2 separate regions of the Mus musculus genome follow, and region 2 is linked to region 1. A link is a contact called in public Hi-C data. All regions are on one chromosome and are shown on one strand. Each heading gives the region's core, a stretch centred on a gene start, on an enhancer-like site or on the middle of the called end of the contact. The rest is flanking DNA. Distances are from core to core; before and after follow the strand shown.

Region 1 (7,092 bases), core at 2,488-4,987:
GATATTAGCCCCAAACCTAGGATACCCAAGATATAAGATACAATTTGCTAAACACATGAAACTCAAGAAGAATGAAGACTGAAGTGTGGACACTATGCCCCTCCTTAGAATTGGGAACAAAACACCCATGGAAGGAGTTACAGAGACAAAGTTTGGAGCTGAGATGAAAGGATGGACCATGTAGAGACTGCCATATCCAGGGATCCACCCCATAATCAGCATCCAAACGCTGACACCATTGCATACACTAGCAAGATTTTATCGAAAGGACCCAGATGTAGCTGTCTCTTGTGAGACTATGCCAGGGCCTAGCAAACACAGAAGTGGATGCTCACAGTCAGCTAATGGATGGATCACAGGGCTCCCAATGGAGGAGCTAGAGAAAGAACCCAAGGAGCTAAAGGGATCTGCAACCCTATAGGTGGAACAACATTATGAACTAACCAGTACCCCGGAGCTCTTGACTCTAGCTGCATATGTATCAAAAGATGGCCTAGTCGGCCATCACTGGAAAGAGGCCCATTGGACACGCAAACTTTATATGCCCCAGTACAGGGGAACGCCAGGGCCAAAAAGGGGGAGTGGGTGGGTAGGGGAGCGGGGGTGGGTGGGTATGGGGGACTTTTGGTATAGCATTGGAAATGTAAATGAGCTAAATACCTAATAAAAAATGGAAAAAAAAAAAAAAAGAACAAGCATAGCCACCATCTCTTGCTGGGGAAGCATATGGAGTTCCCAACAGATATTTGCTCTTATGAAAATGTCACAATGATAATGTGATTAGATTAGTAAGTTTTAGAAGCCAGCGCTGAAATCAAGGTGTTATATGTATTATTACCATGTTTAAAAGTTCTGCCAGCTCCATTAGCAGCATAGACAATGGTCCATATGTGTGGTTCATCTGGAGCTACGTGTGGCTGCCTGGTTGCTTTGCTCCATGTGCCTGTGTGCTTAGTAGAATTAAGGGATTTAATGGAGATTTCTCTTCACAAAGAGGACTGCTACTCACTACCATTTCCCAGCCCCAAAGTCATTTTTCTATTTTCTAATAAACATCGAACTTCATTTCTACGAAAAGAAGAGAACATTCTGGTACATAGGAATTCATATGTGAAGGGGAAGTAGGGAGGGTGAAGCAGGAGACAGCAGAAGAGCCAACAGCCAGGTGGCCTCCCCTGAGTAAAGATGGAGCCCCTTCACACACTCTCCACAGGAAGGTGCCCACCCTGCCTTGCTCTCTCACATGCAGCTCAGCTCAGCCCACTTCAAGATGTAAGCAATTTCAAGGGAGCACATATGGTCTCATTCTGAGAAGCAAATGGAGGTTTGATCTCTGAGACTATTTAAAGATCCAAAGCCTGCAGCACTATAACCAGGTTGTTTCACTTAATACTCCTTTGAGGTAGGCCAGACTCTACTGTTTCCTTTAAAGAACTGGCAAAGGAATTCACATCCATTTATGCTAGTATTATTCGAATTAAGCTCTAAAGAAACTATATAAAAGCATGTGTTTGGCCAGCTCATGCCTGATTTAATACAATTATGTAAAAGTAATAACCTGTTTATGTGGCCCTGAGTGCTCAAAATAGCTTTATCTTTTAATGTGCTTTTTAATAAGTATTTTTAGCCATCATAATTAGAGTGAAACTTTGAGACGCATTTGACATAAAAAGCCTAGATTAAAACAAACAATATGTTTACAAAGATGTACTCAGCATATACAAGATATCCCTAATGCAGATGCTGAACAGAGAGAATGCCTCTGCCACCTTGCCTACAGTGAAAGAGTAAGGAAGAGAGTAACCTCAAATAAAGTAGTGGGTAAAACTGGAGAAATATCATTTCTTACTTCTTTCAGTAAAATAAATTTATGTCATTTGTTAAAGAACTTCTGCATGACATTCGTCTAGCAAAAGCTTCCTAATGAGGGAAAAAAACATCATAAAGAAATTCTTCATGGCTTTGGGGGTGTGAGGCTAGGCACTTTGCCATTCTGTCATTGAGGACTGTGCAGACAGCAGCTGCATTAATCCTTACAGTGTCCACCAGCACTGAGTACTGTGATGGTCACTTCTTAGATAGGCCAAGTGTGACTTGGAGAATACATTTGATGTCCAGTAGTCACACTGTCAAACCTGGACTTATGCTCTGGGCTAGCTGACTCTTTTGCCCATATTTCTCTCATCAGAACAGGGCTGCTTCTGGGCTGTTTTGTAAGCCTGGGTTCTATAAAGTATCCACAGACTTTGCAAAAAGCAATGGCAAAGGAAATAGTAGCAGGCCACATGAGAAAACCTCTGAATGTTAATGCTTACATTTAACATTTTTACGTGCTTTCCTACATAAGGCTTCCAAGATGGAAATATTTAGTTTTACTGTTGAAAAGGACTGGTTTTCAGGAGCTTGTTTACTATATCATAGTTGAAGGCAGCTCAGTGACAGCCTGACAGCAGGGGAGAGGACCTTACACAGGAGAGGCAAGACGTGAGGGAAGCCACTGTGATGTTGCTATCATGAGGAATAACCAAAGCACACTGGAAATGAATAGAAGCCTAGAGGCCAGCTGAATGCAGAAGAAGCTTCCCATATGGAGAAGGGTAATGGTAGAAAGAGACTCAGGCTTCTCTCTTTTTGCCAAATTTTGAGTTCTTGGATCTTCACTAAGAACATGCACCAGCCTAAGCCTTACTGGCTTGGAACTGAACTTTGGCACCAAAACAGGGAGGTCTCTTCATTCATGAGCTACTCATTCTCATGTGGACAGAAGAGCCGTAGATATTGTCTGATATGTTTTATTCTGTTTTGTTTCTTTAACTCTTCTCATTGCCAACCTGCAGCCTCATGCTCTGTTATTTTACTTACCCAGGGGACTAAATGTATGCAAATTAAAGAAATATTGAAATAAGTTTAAAACAACAACAACAAAAACAGAGACTAAATTCACACAAATTAAAGAAATATTGAAATAAGTTAAAAAAAAATCAAACAAAAAACCAACCAAACAAACAACCAACCAAACAAACAAACAAAAATGCTTTGGTTACCTTATCCTAAAACAGTTTGTGACTTAGCAAGATGGTTCAGCAGGTCATTCAACCAAGTCTGATGACCTGATTTTTGTTGGTAGGGTCCACATGGTCATAGAAGAAAAATGAGTTCAGTAAGCTGTGTCTGACCTCCAAGTGTGCATTGTGGCATGTATGTGCACAAACACATGAACAAAGAGACATACATACATACATACATACATACATACATACATATAGACAGACACATAAAAACACACATGTACACAATCCCACACACATGATGCAGTAAAAACTACAAATGTCTCAACCACAGTTATTAAATGATAGATACTGTTGTTGCTTTATCTTTCAGTCATGTCCTATATGCTACCCTGTTCTGCTGACTTCCAGTGCCATGAGCAACTTGATCAAGCACTGTAAAAGGGAAAGAGAGTGATTGTGTTTTGAAAGAGACAGTTTGAAAGAGTGGTAATTTGATAAATCCTATAACTTAATGAACTTTTCCACTTTAAAAAAGCCTAAGTAATCTAAAGTGACTATGTCTTCCATTTCTACATGATCCCTCTCCACAAATGTTCCTTTATTTTCCATTGACAAGGCAGGATAATGACCAAAGCTCCTAAGATGTCCACTCCCATCCCTTCTCTGGGGGATTGATGTGACTCATTGCATTTGGCTATTACAACAATCTCTCTTTTCACAAAAACACTGGCCAATAACAGCAGGATGATCACATCATTTGCTCCCAGTAGTGTGAGAAAGAACTGCCCACACTCCCTAGCTCTGAAGACAGAAAATAGTCACAATTCTCCATCTCACTAAGAGAAATGTTCATGATCCTTAGATAGTAGTATACTGAGAAAAGGACAAGAAATTCTCCTCTTTAACAAGTGCCTCCAGTGGAAGTAAAGAATCAAAGGAGGGCTGCCTTGTGGCAAGCACAGGCCTCGAGATCCATTTTATTCCCACTGTTGCTGATGTAATTGTGAATTACTGCTGCATTTATAATTAAGAATGGAACAGATGGTAATGCTTAGCATTAGGCAATAAGGAGTGGCCATTAAAACAATCGAGAATGCCAGCAGTTTATATGATATCACAGGGTTAGTTTACCATAACAAAGTTTTATATCCATGGAAAAAGAGGTATTAAGGCCCCCTCGTTCTCATCACAGCTGTCCCTTTGTTGAAGATACATTGTACATCCTGGGAAGATTCCAACCTTTTTAAAATTGCTGGTCATATCTTGACTTTATTATGAGCAGTCATCACAAGTGGCAGAGCATGAAATCCAAGATGTAATATTCACCATCAAGAAGAGCAGTTGGGAAGGCACTGGAGATTCACTGGAATCACACTAGGATGGTACTGGGTGTCGGGCAGAGGTGGGGGGGAGGAAAATTCTAGAATTCTCCAAGAATATGGACAAAAGGCCAGACATCCTGAAGAGCATAAGGGTTACTTAATTGTAATACAAAATGAAGCAAAACTTCTCTTCCATTTCATGGTGGAAGGTTATCAGTGTGTGTAGCCAAAAGGGCAATAGTAATAGAGTTTGTCTACTAGCAATAGAAATATCAACTAGCTTTTAAGAAAATCTGCTTCCTGACTTTAACCTCTTCATGGATATTTTTGTCTCTGATAATGCGAGACTTCTAAACAATTTCTCAGCCTTGAAATTTGCCTACAGATTCTTCATCTCACTTCAGGCAGGCTTCTGTCTTATCAGGACATGATGGGACAGTCACTCTAAAGCAGTGTAAACTCTATGCCTAAGTTCACTTGTTTCAGTCTGCTGCTGTCCTTGATTGTCTCCATCTTTTCACCAGTGTCTGATATGTGCCAATCTCAGGCAATATCACTACTACTGAAAAATGAATTGTAGCAGAAAATTCTTGTTCACATTTAGAACACCCCAAGGCAGAGAATTAACAAAATTCTGTTATCAATAACGTAATATATCAAAGAATGATGATTAAAAATTAAAGAAATAATACAGAATAAAGATAGGCATAATAGGGTAGAGGCTTGAGAACTATCAATAACAATGTTCAAAATCTGTGAACTCATTTTCTGCTTGGCTGATCATTAAGAAAACACTCAATTTCCACATATATGACTATAGCCACACCTGGGATTCATTATGGTATAACTGCTGGAAAAATAAATGAAAGACATTTCATAGCAGCATCTTTCAAACCTTTCTCAATCAATGGTATGTGAGTTAAATGTAGGATAGTCCATATGGCATCTTGTCTTCCAATTCACCAGGATGTATGTACAGAATACTAAAACTAAGAAATGGAAACAGGAGAACAACATTGCGCCCAAGCAATTCTCAGATCTAGACACAAGGCTGGAGTTGATACATCAAGTACAGAACCACAGAGCTTAGTAATAAAACCATGGGCAGTGACAATTCCCACTTTGAAAGGTCTGCATTCCTGTCCTGTAGTGTTGGGAGCAAACTTGTTTGAACATTTACTGCCTTAAGTGCTTACTGGCATAAAGTCTTGGCCTCTGTGGGAAAGTACTAGCCCAGCTGAGTACAAATAGACATAAATCCTGAGAATAAATAGCTACAAATCTTGTGAATATGTGCCTTATAACCCATTCTGTTTTGATCTTCCTGCTGAACTGTTTACCCAGTCAGTATCTTGTTCCTGGGAACAGGTGCATTACAGAGAGACAAAGCAAGCCCCCTCCATCCTCCTTCTTGCTCCTATGAGTATATAACCTGTGTGGGAAAAATAAAAATTTGTCAGCTTGGTCAGGACTCTTGACTTGCTGTCTGTTCTTTGTGTTTCTTGTTCCCCCATTCTCTTCCAGGTGCCCCCAAGTCCCTGTTTGACTGTCCTGTGGGTCAGGGCACTGTAGTATCAACTCCTAACTAGGCACCAGTCCATTTCCTTCTCTGACAGCATCTGAGCAAGAATATAAACATGTGTCTCTGACATTGGTCACCATATACACAGTTTGTATTGTTTTATGCTTGCATTGAAGGAACTTATAATACATAAGAACCTTCTATCTTAGGACAAGGAGCAAAAGTGCTTAAAGCAATGATCAGAGAAGCAAAAATTTAAGCAAAAATTACCTGGATTTGAAACCAGGTTCACTTATTTATTAGTTATTAGATATTTTGATTCTGTAGTACCTCAGTTACCACATATGCCAACAGATTTATAATAACTCCACATGAGTCATAAGCTTTCTATGGGAACTGAATTATTTCAATATATCAAATAAAAATGTATGGCATGGAGTCAGTATCATATAATGAGTACTATTTCAATCATATATCTTGCAGTCTAACCATCATTCCTAGATCTCTGTTTGGGACCCTGTCTTTATTCTTGGTCCTCTAGATAGAGTATTATTTCTGAGATGAGCTTGCTGGACTTAACTCATCCTATCCAAACATGTAGGGTGATAAGTAGGGCATTTAGACACTTTGCTAGAGTGTACAACAATACCAGAAAAATCACACAAAGATCTTGAGAATAAACACACAAATTGTTTGAAGGTCAGCATTGCTTAAGTCTCTTGGAGAGGGCCCACAGCTTGGCTCTTGGCCCATCAAAAATAGGATTATTAGAAAGCCTCCAGTGAAAACGTGGCTACAAAATGGCAGAGATCACTTTGGTCAGTGACTTCAACAGCTAACTCAGAAATAAAAGACAGTAGTTTCTACACAGGATGCATTGCTAGAACACTTCCTCAATCTGTGCAATGACTTTCCTCTGGATTTCAGGACATTATCCAGCTCCCTTCCACTGTGCTTCCCAAGAAATCCTCAGACAAACACAGAATGAGTAATCCACTTTAATGTACCTTACCCTTTTGGAAGAGGTCTGGAAAAGTAATTCTATACCCATAGCTGTCTACTTGTGTCAATTCCCTATGTGCTGGGAATCAGTTCAAAGTATTTTCCCCATTATTGCTGCAGTAAGGGCTTGTGCAGAAAGCTCATGTGATATACCTTGCTCAGCTTCATCTGGCATTTCTCATTTTCTGCCCAGAGCTTTGTGTTCTTTTCGGTTATGAGGCTACCAGGAACCTAC
Region 2 (7,092 bases), core at 1,656-4,155, 140 kb before region 1:
TAATTACTACTGATACTTCTTTACAGGGATGGGCAGATGACTAATATGAGTTTTATTCTGATTGACTAATCTAGTCAAGTCATAGCAAAAACTTCAGTGTCTGTTTTCTATTATTTTACTTATGAGCTGTTGCCAAAAATCCATGTATATACTTTTTTGGCTGGAAAATTTGCTTCCTTGGAGAGAACATTTTAGAAAGTGCAATAAAATTCCAGGTGAATTTAAAAATTCACATACTAAGCACCAGTAGTTTTTATCTATTTCTTAGATATACAATAACTTAATGAATTTTCAGTAGCTTAGTAAATTTCAACAGGTATTAAAATAATTAAGCCAATATTTTACAAGATAGCATAATTATAAAATAAAGGTAGCTATTAATCAGAATATAATTTTAAAAATCAGTCTGGGCAATGAATTTTGTCCTATCACTTAATTTTATTTGTATATATTAATAAAAGCACATTATTAAGGCATATTTACTAAGAAAATATAGTGAATTACTTTCACTCCCATAAAGATTAACTAAACATGTTCATTAAAATATTTCTTAGATTTTATAAATGGAAAATAGAGTTACATTGAGAGAAAAAAAAAACAATAATTTTTTACATGTTTTTCTCCACAGCTGGTCCCATGTAAGCTTAGCCAGCTGTGCTGTGAAAGTTGACCCAACAAGAAGAAGACTGCGGATGCAGCTTTATAATAATACACTACCTCCATGCAAAATACTTGCTGTTGAATATAGTCCACAAAAAAATTACAAAATTTTCTTTTCCTATAAAACAGTACAGAGATTATTGCATGGGAATACTGTGAAACTATAATTTTTATCCTAAGACTGTGGGCCCATAAATATCTTCTGTAGAGAGACTACTAGTACAACTAGTGTAAAAGTTATTGTTGTAAGGTACAAGAGTAACGAATAAGCTTTTGTCACGTAAAGACTGATGTGGAAGGGTTGTTCTGAAAAATCCTGACAAAATGTAAAAGGTCACAGAAGCCCTGAAATTGGCAAGATAGATGTCAGCGTTAGCAGAATTAGCTTCACTGATTTAGAAAAATAGAGGTGCACAATGCTCTGGCTACTCCTCGAACCTGTGTGTCTGCCAATGTTCTGACCAGGTGTGTGCCCATTGCTGCACCTTCATTAGACTCTTTCCTTGTACCCCTCCCATACCCATTTCTTGAGAATAGACATTGTTTAGATCTGGAAATCCCCTACTCTCCCCCTTCTCCTTTCCCCCCTGAGGGCCTATAAACACTGGGACCTCTTTCCCCTCGAGGTCGACTCCTCTATCCCTGCGTGGGATATGAGTTGTCCCCAGAGCTCTGGCTTTCCCCGAATAAAGCCTCATGTGGTTTGCAACAAGCTCGGTTTATCGTGAGTTCCTGGGTGTCTGCTATTGTCCTGAGGCCTGAGCGAGGGGCTCCTCTTTCAGTTCCACTTCTTGTTATTGTTCTATGACAAAGGACCTCACTGTGATGTTACTTGTGAACTGTTTACACTTCTGAAACTGTGAATAACCTGTTTTATCCCCACTCCTGGGACTCATGATTTGCTTGTACATTCATACTTTTATGTATTTTTACATTATTTTATGTGTATGGTGTTTTGTCTGCACACATGTTTGTGATCCTTGTGCTTGTCTGGTACACATAGAAGTCAGGGGAGGGCATCAGATCCTTAGGGCTGGATGTCAGGGAGATTACAAGTTAGTATGTAGGTGCTGAAAATAGAAGTTTGGTCCTAGCCAGGTGGTGGAGGTGGTGGGGCACGCCTTTAATCCTAGCACTTGGGAGGCAGAGGCAGGTGGATTTCTGAGTTCCAGGCCAGCCTGGTCTACAAAGTGAGTTCCAGGACAGCCAGAGCTATACAGAGAAACCCTGTCTCAAAAAACCAAAACCAAAAAAAAAAAAAAAAAAAAAAAAAAGAAGAAGAAGTTTGCTCCTCCTCCTCCTCCTCTTCCTCCTCCACAGCAGGCATATACATACTTTCTTCCCCTGTTTACCTGGGGACAGTTAAATAGCTTCTCTTTGAGCTAATGTTCAACTTGTTCTCAAGGTTTCCTGTCCCTATACACTTTACTCTTTAAAAGTTGCTCTCTGAAGTAACCCCCCATCTACAGTGTTGAAGAAGGTTTGTAGATTAGAAAATTGTGGTCTTCCACAGTAGCCTTCTTGCTTCAGGAAGCACCGACTCCTAAGTTTAATATCCGACCAGGCAGTCCTCTGTGTTCCCAGTTCAGAGATCTGTGAATGACTCCCTCCTAACACCACGAAGCTGATGCTGCTTGTTGACTCCAGGTATCAGGGCCTCAAATCCCAGGACTTCAGAGAGAGAGCTTGGCTCAGTGGGGAGGCAATGGTTCTCTAGCTTCCTGCCATATATGAGCACAGCAGAACTATTAAGACTCTTAAGAAAATGGCAAGACTCAGCTAAGAGTTTTATAGGGCCATGAGTATGATCAGACAATAGAAGGGCCATTAGCCACACATAGCATCTTCATCTCACCAGAACATTCTTGCTGACAGGACTGGGTATTGGCCAGTTAGTTGGCCACAAAGGACTAAAAATTCTTAGACAATTATAGAGAATTTTAAAACCCAAATTCAAACCAATGCTTTTGGTTTATGCTGCTATTACAAATGTTAGTGTTCAGCAGATGTTGGATAGTTTTACCTTATGTAGCTCATAATACTGGGAGGCACCAATTCCTCCTTGTTCTTCTGCAGTCCAGAGCACCAGGCGCAGAGTCCTCTTTGGACGCAGCCCTGGGAAAATAATAAAACGCACGTCAATTTGTTTTGAATGTTTTTAAAGTGGTGGAGACCTCATCAGCACTGTGGCGATAAGAGTGAATTAGAGGCACCCGTCTCTTGCTGGTGTTATCATGCACACCTGCTTCAGGGTACAGATGACAGCACAAGGGTACAGCTTCAGAAATAATCTCCAGGGCAAAGTAAAAGTGAAAGTGGTTATGACCCATGTTATTTTCAGGGCCTAGTGTGTGGTCAAGTTCTGTGAAGTATTTATTATACTAATCTAGAAGGCAATGTCAGGAGGAGCCTAAGATCTTAAAGCCTCCCAGAGCTGTCAGTTGGAACCAAATCCCTTAACAGTACTTCAGGATACAGTGAGCAGGGATCACCTTAGCATGAATCCATGGACAAGGTTCTCACGCTCTCCACAGGAACTTAATAACTAAGAGGCTGATGCAAGGTCTGTGGTTAGTCATGGCCATGTACTGGAAAACAGAGTCATTCTGACAAGGTCAATGAAATGTAATTGAAGGAGCCTGCCATTTTTTCACATTACTTCACTAGCAGCATGGCAACCACCTCATGGATTTGCAATAAATAATGAGTATAGATAGTCCCAGACTCAACTTACTAATTTCTACATTGTAACCAAATATGTAGCTATTTAGTAGAAAACCACGTTTGGATTCTGAGGTTTTGTCTTTTCTTGTGCCAGAGACCAGCAGGATGATGCTTTCTCATATGACTGGACAGCAGTAGGAACAAACCACAGTTCCTAGTGGGTCACATGATTACAAGGAACAACCACCAATGCCCTCCACTGTGTGAAGTTGCTGTCACAGGATGCTTGACAGGTGAAGTGCTTGAACATACTTAGGATAGTGGTTCTCTACCTTCCTAATGCTGCAACCCTTTAATATAGTTCTTCGTGATGTGGCATCCCCCAACCATATGGTTCTTTTTATTGCTACCCATAACTGTAATTTTGGTCCTGTTATAAATTGTAATTTAAATACCTCTGTTTTCCAATGGTCTTGGGCAAACCCTGTGAAAGGGTGGTTTGACCCAGCAAAGGGGTCACAACGGTTGAGAACCACTGACTTAGGATTTTTCCTCACAACTTATAATGGTTTGGCAAGGATGCAGCCACCACTCTAAGCTGAGATCCTTTTACTTCAATTCTCAAGTTTTTAACTAATGGTAAACTTGTCACACCTAGAGTCTTGTTTTTTGGAGGGGGGTTACCAGGACTCTCCAGGAATCATTAACTGCAGATTAACTATTAACTTTTGTCTCAATTTTGAAAGTATGATAAAACAATGTTTTAAGTGAGCCACTTTGCTACCAAGGGCTAAAATTTCTCCTGCTTTTAACCTGATAATTGCTAGTAAGTAGCAAAAGCAGAGAATATAAAAGTGGCCTTCAATCTTATTCTAATGATTCATCCACCTTCCTGCAGGTGAAGTGTTAGAGATGATCGCAGTGGATTTTTCAGTGGCTCTGAGGCAGCCATATTACCAATCTCAGGTATATCCACATACCTGCAGCTTTCCACAAGCTACAGTTTGGGCAGTAAATGCTCCTGAGCCATCAAGCCCATCCTGCCCGCTCCAGGCACTGACACATTCTCCTTGCAGAAGCCTGATGATAAGAATCTTGAGGTAAGGAGCTCTACTTCCCTTGAGGTGAGCATAGCTGTGACATCATTTCACATGGAAACATTAGGTGAAAAAACCCAGGTCCCAGATGCCTGCAGTCTGAGTTCCTGGGAAAGCCTGAGCAAAGTACCTCCTCAGGAAATACTGCTGACACTTCTTTACAGTCTATATAGAGCCCAGGTCATTAGTCTCTGGTCCAAAGTTCCAGCCTCGACTGACTGAACCATTTCGGCCACCTATCTCTCTTGCTGCTGCAGCCCTCTCCTTCCCTCAGATGATTGTGGCTGGAAGGATCTTTGCAAAAGTGAAGCCAGACCACACTATTTTTCTGACCCAAACCTCCAATACTACTAGCTTCTGAAAGGCAAAGATTTAGAGTTTAAGTTATCTTTTCTTTTTTTTAAGCTACAAGTATGGTAGGGCCAACATGTAGAGATCAGAGGACAAATTGTGTTTTTTTTTCCTACCATTTGGGTCCTGGGATCTAACTCAGGTGCCAGGCTTAGCAAAAAATGCCTTTAACCAGTGAGCCATATTTACTGGTCCTAGTTTATACTCAAATTTTTAAAAATATGGTAAGGTTATGGATGTTCTGCTTGTACCTATGTATGCATTAGGTTCCCTAGAACTGAGGAGGCTAAAAGAGGGATCAAGTCCCCTAGAACTGGAATTACAGTTCAAATAAAATTCAAAGCTACTTTTACAGCTACATGTCTTCCTAGAATGTTTCTTCAAGCTCATTTCAAGGTTTTATATGTGAGAAAGGGGGTCATATCTAGTAAATCCCACCTTTGATGGTTCACAGCTGTGTAGCTACTCAGTAGTTGGTGGAACCCAGCCTGCTTGTTTGACAAGTAGAGATCATATTATAGATCTGTGCTATAATTCTTCCTCTCGATGGCCAGAATGATGTATGAGGCATGCAATTGACATTAATAATGAACTGTAAAGCTACATGATAACTGTCTAGGACAAAACATACTTTTCACACACACCCAGAGGAAAAGAATCACTTACATACTCAGAGAGGAAATCCTTCCAAGGTCTTTAAGGAATTGGCAATGAAGAGAGGAAGCACCCAACACTGGCTCCATAGTCAACTATAACAGTCAACTATGGCATAAACTTCACAAAGTTGTCAAGGAAAGTGATGTAATCAGGATTTCTAAAGATCTTTGTCCAATTTTTTTTAAAGTATACTTGATGGTATTGTAGAGATGGCTATGTGGCTAAGAATATTGCTACTTTTGTAGAAGACTTGGGTTTTTTCACAATAGACTGGAACTCCAATTCCAAAGAGATCTGAAGTCCTCTTCTTCCTCCATGGGTACCAGAGAAATATGTAGTGTATGAACATACATGCAAGCATTGACAAATACACATAAGATAATAATAAATAAATCTTAAAGAAAAAGATGTAGACTGGTATGGTGGTGACACCATTAATTTCAGCACGTGGGAGGCAGAGGCAGGTGGATCTCTGTAAGTGTGAAATCATTGTAGTCTACAAAGAGAGTTCCAGGACAGCCAGAGCTACACAGAAAAACCCTATCATGAAAAAAAAAAAAAACAAAACAAAACCCAAAAGCCTAAAACCATACAAAAAAGAAAGAAAGAAAGAGAAAAAGGAAAGGAAAAAACAAAAAACAAGAAAAGAGAAAAAGATGTGCTTGAAGATTATGTAAGTCAAATAAGCTTTGTGTGTGTGTGTGTGTGTGTGTGTGTGTGTGTGTGTGTGCAGCAAAGGAAAGAGTAATATATACTAGTGTTGCATACTTTAAAGAAAATCTAGTTTTCCACACTTGTTAATGCATTTGGATGACTCTCATTTCCACCCACCTTCTCTTATTTCCCTAAGACTCCTGTTACCTTCCACACAATTTCCCTACAAATCTCCTCCCACTTTTATGTCTTTTTGTTGTTTTGTGACCAACTGAATTAAATCAGGACCAAATGTGTGATCACGGCTTTGGAACTATCCACTGGAGCCTGATGGATTCACTGGTGAATAGACAGCTGAGGAAGATGACTGCTTCACTCCCAGACTCTGTCAGTAGCCAATAGCTTAGTAATGAATAACGTAGAGGGCACTGTGGTGCCCTTGCTATCCAACACTAGCTAATTACAGGGCTGATCTTGTGAAGGCCCAATGCAAGTTACTGCAGCTGTTGTAATTTTATGATTCTGAGGGCTGTGCCCCATCTAAAGGATGGTAATTCATAGCTTTTCTCACTATCTTCTGTACCTTACCTTTGTTCTACCTCTCTAATAATGTTACCTGAATCTTTCAGAAACTGAAGAACTACACTTATTTAAACTTCTCTACACCTAACAGCAACATGGCACCCTGAATTATTAAAAGGATGGACTTATTTAAAAGAATAAACAGATAGTACAGGGCACAGAAATTCATTTTTAAAGCCATTGCTCTGAAGATCTCTGCAGATTGAATTCACCATTGAAAGTCATTATCACAAAGAAAAGAGTAGTCTCTCTCGTATTTCAAATTGATCAGAGGGCCAGTGGAGTCATTAATGTAGTACAGAAGCAACCTGTTTGAAGTAAGTGATATTGAGACCTCCAAAAGACATAAGCATAGTTGGCCCTAAAAAACCTACAGAGCCCCTTTGAGTCCATGAGAAGTCCAGCACCCATTCACACCTACTTCACA

The links. Hi-C and Micro-C count contacts between places; a contact is called where the count stands out from the background.
Region 2: a Hi-C map of the C2C12 cell line shows a contact between it and region 1, with 1.8 times the contacts expected there. The contact joins two enhancer-like sites. A contact is called at or near these places in 3 of 484 Hi-C or Micro-C datasets (the C2C12 cell line and uterus) and 1 of 115 datasets of contacts at active chromatin or transcription factors (fibro-adipogenic progenitors).

The regions. Positions count from the first base shown.
Region 1 is chr15:33,327,151-33,334,242 of GRCm38.p6, reverse strand. The region is part of intron 4 of Cpq (carboxypeptidase Q); the gene reads right to left. Among named protein-coding and RNA genes, the nearest start is that of Cpq, 250 kb to the right of the region's middle. Within about 2 kb of position 3,737, at least 20 of the 459 cell types and tissues checked have an H3K27ac peak or open chromatin away from gene starts, as enhancers often do. A contact at or near this core is called in the C2C12 cell line, where this site is marked.
Region 2 is chr15:33,462,309-33,469,400 of GRCm38.p6, reverse strand. It overlaps Cpq (carboxypeptidase Q), which reads right to left. Exons shown (of 8, transcript NM_176073.4): 6 at 2,684-2,775. Among named protein-coding and RNA genes, the nearest start is that of 4930592A05Rik, 190 kb to the left of the region's middle. Within about 2 kb of position 2,905, at least 16 of the 459 cell types and tissues checked have an H3K27ac peak or open chromatin away from gene starts, as enhancers often do. A contact at or near this core is called in the C2C12 cell line, where this site is marked.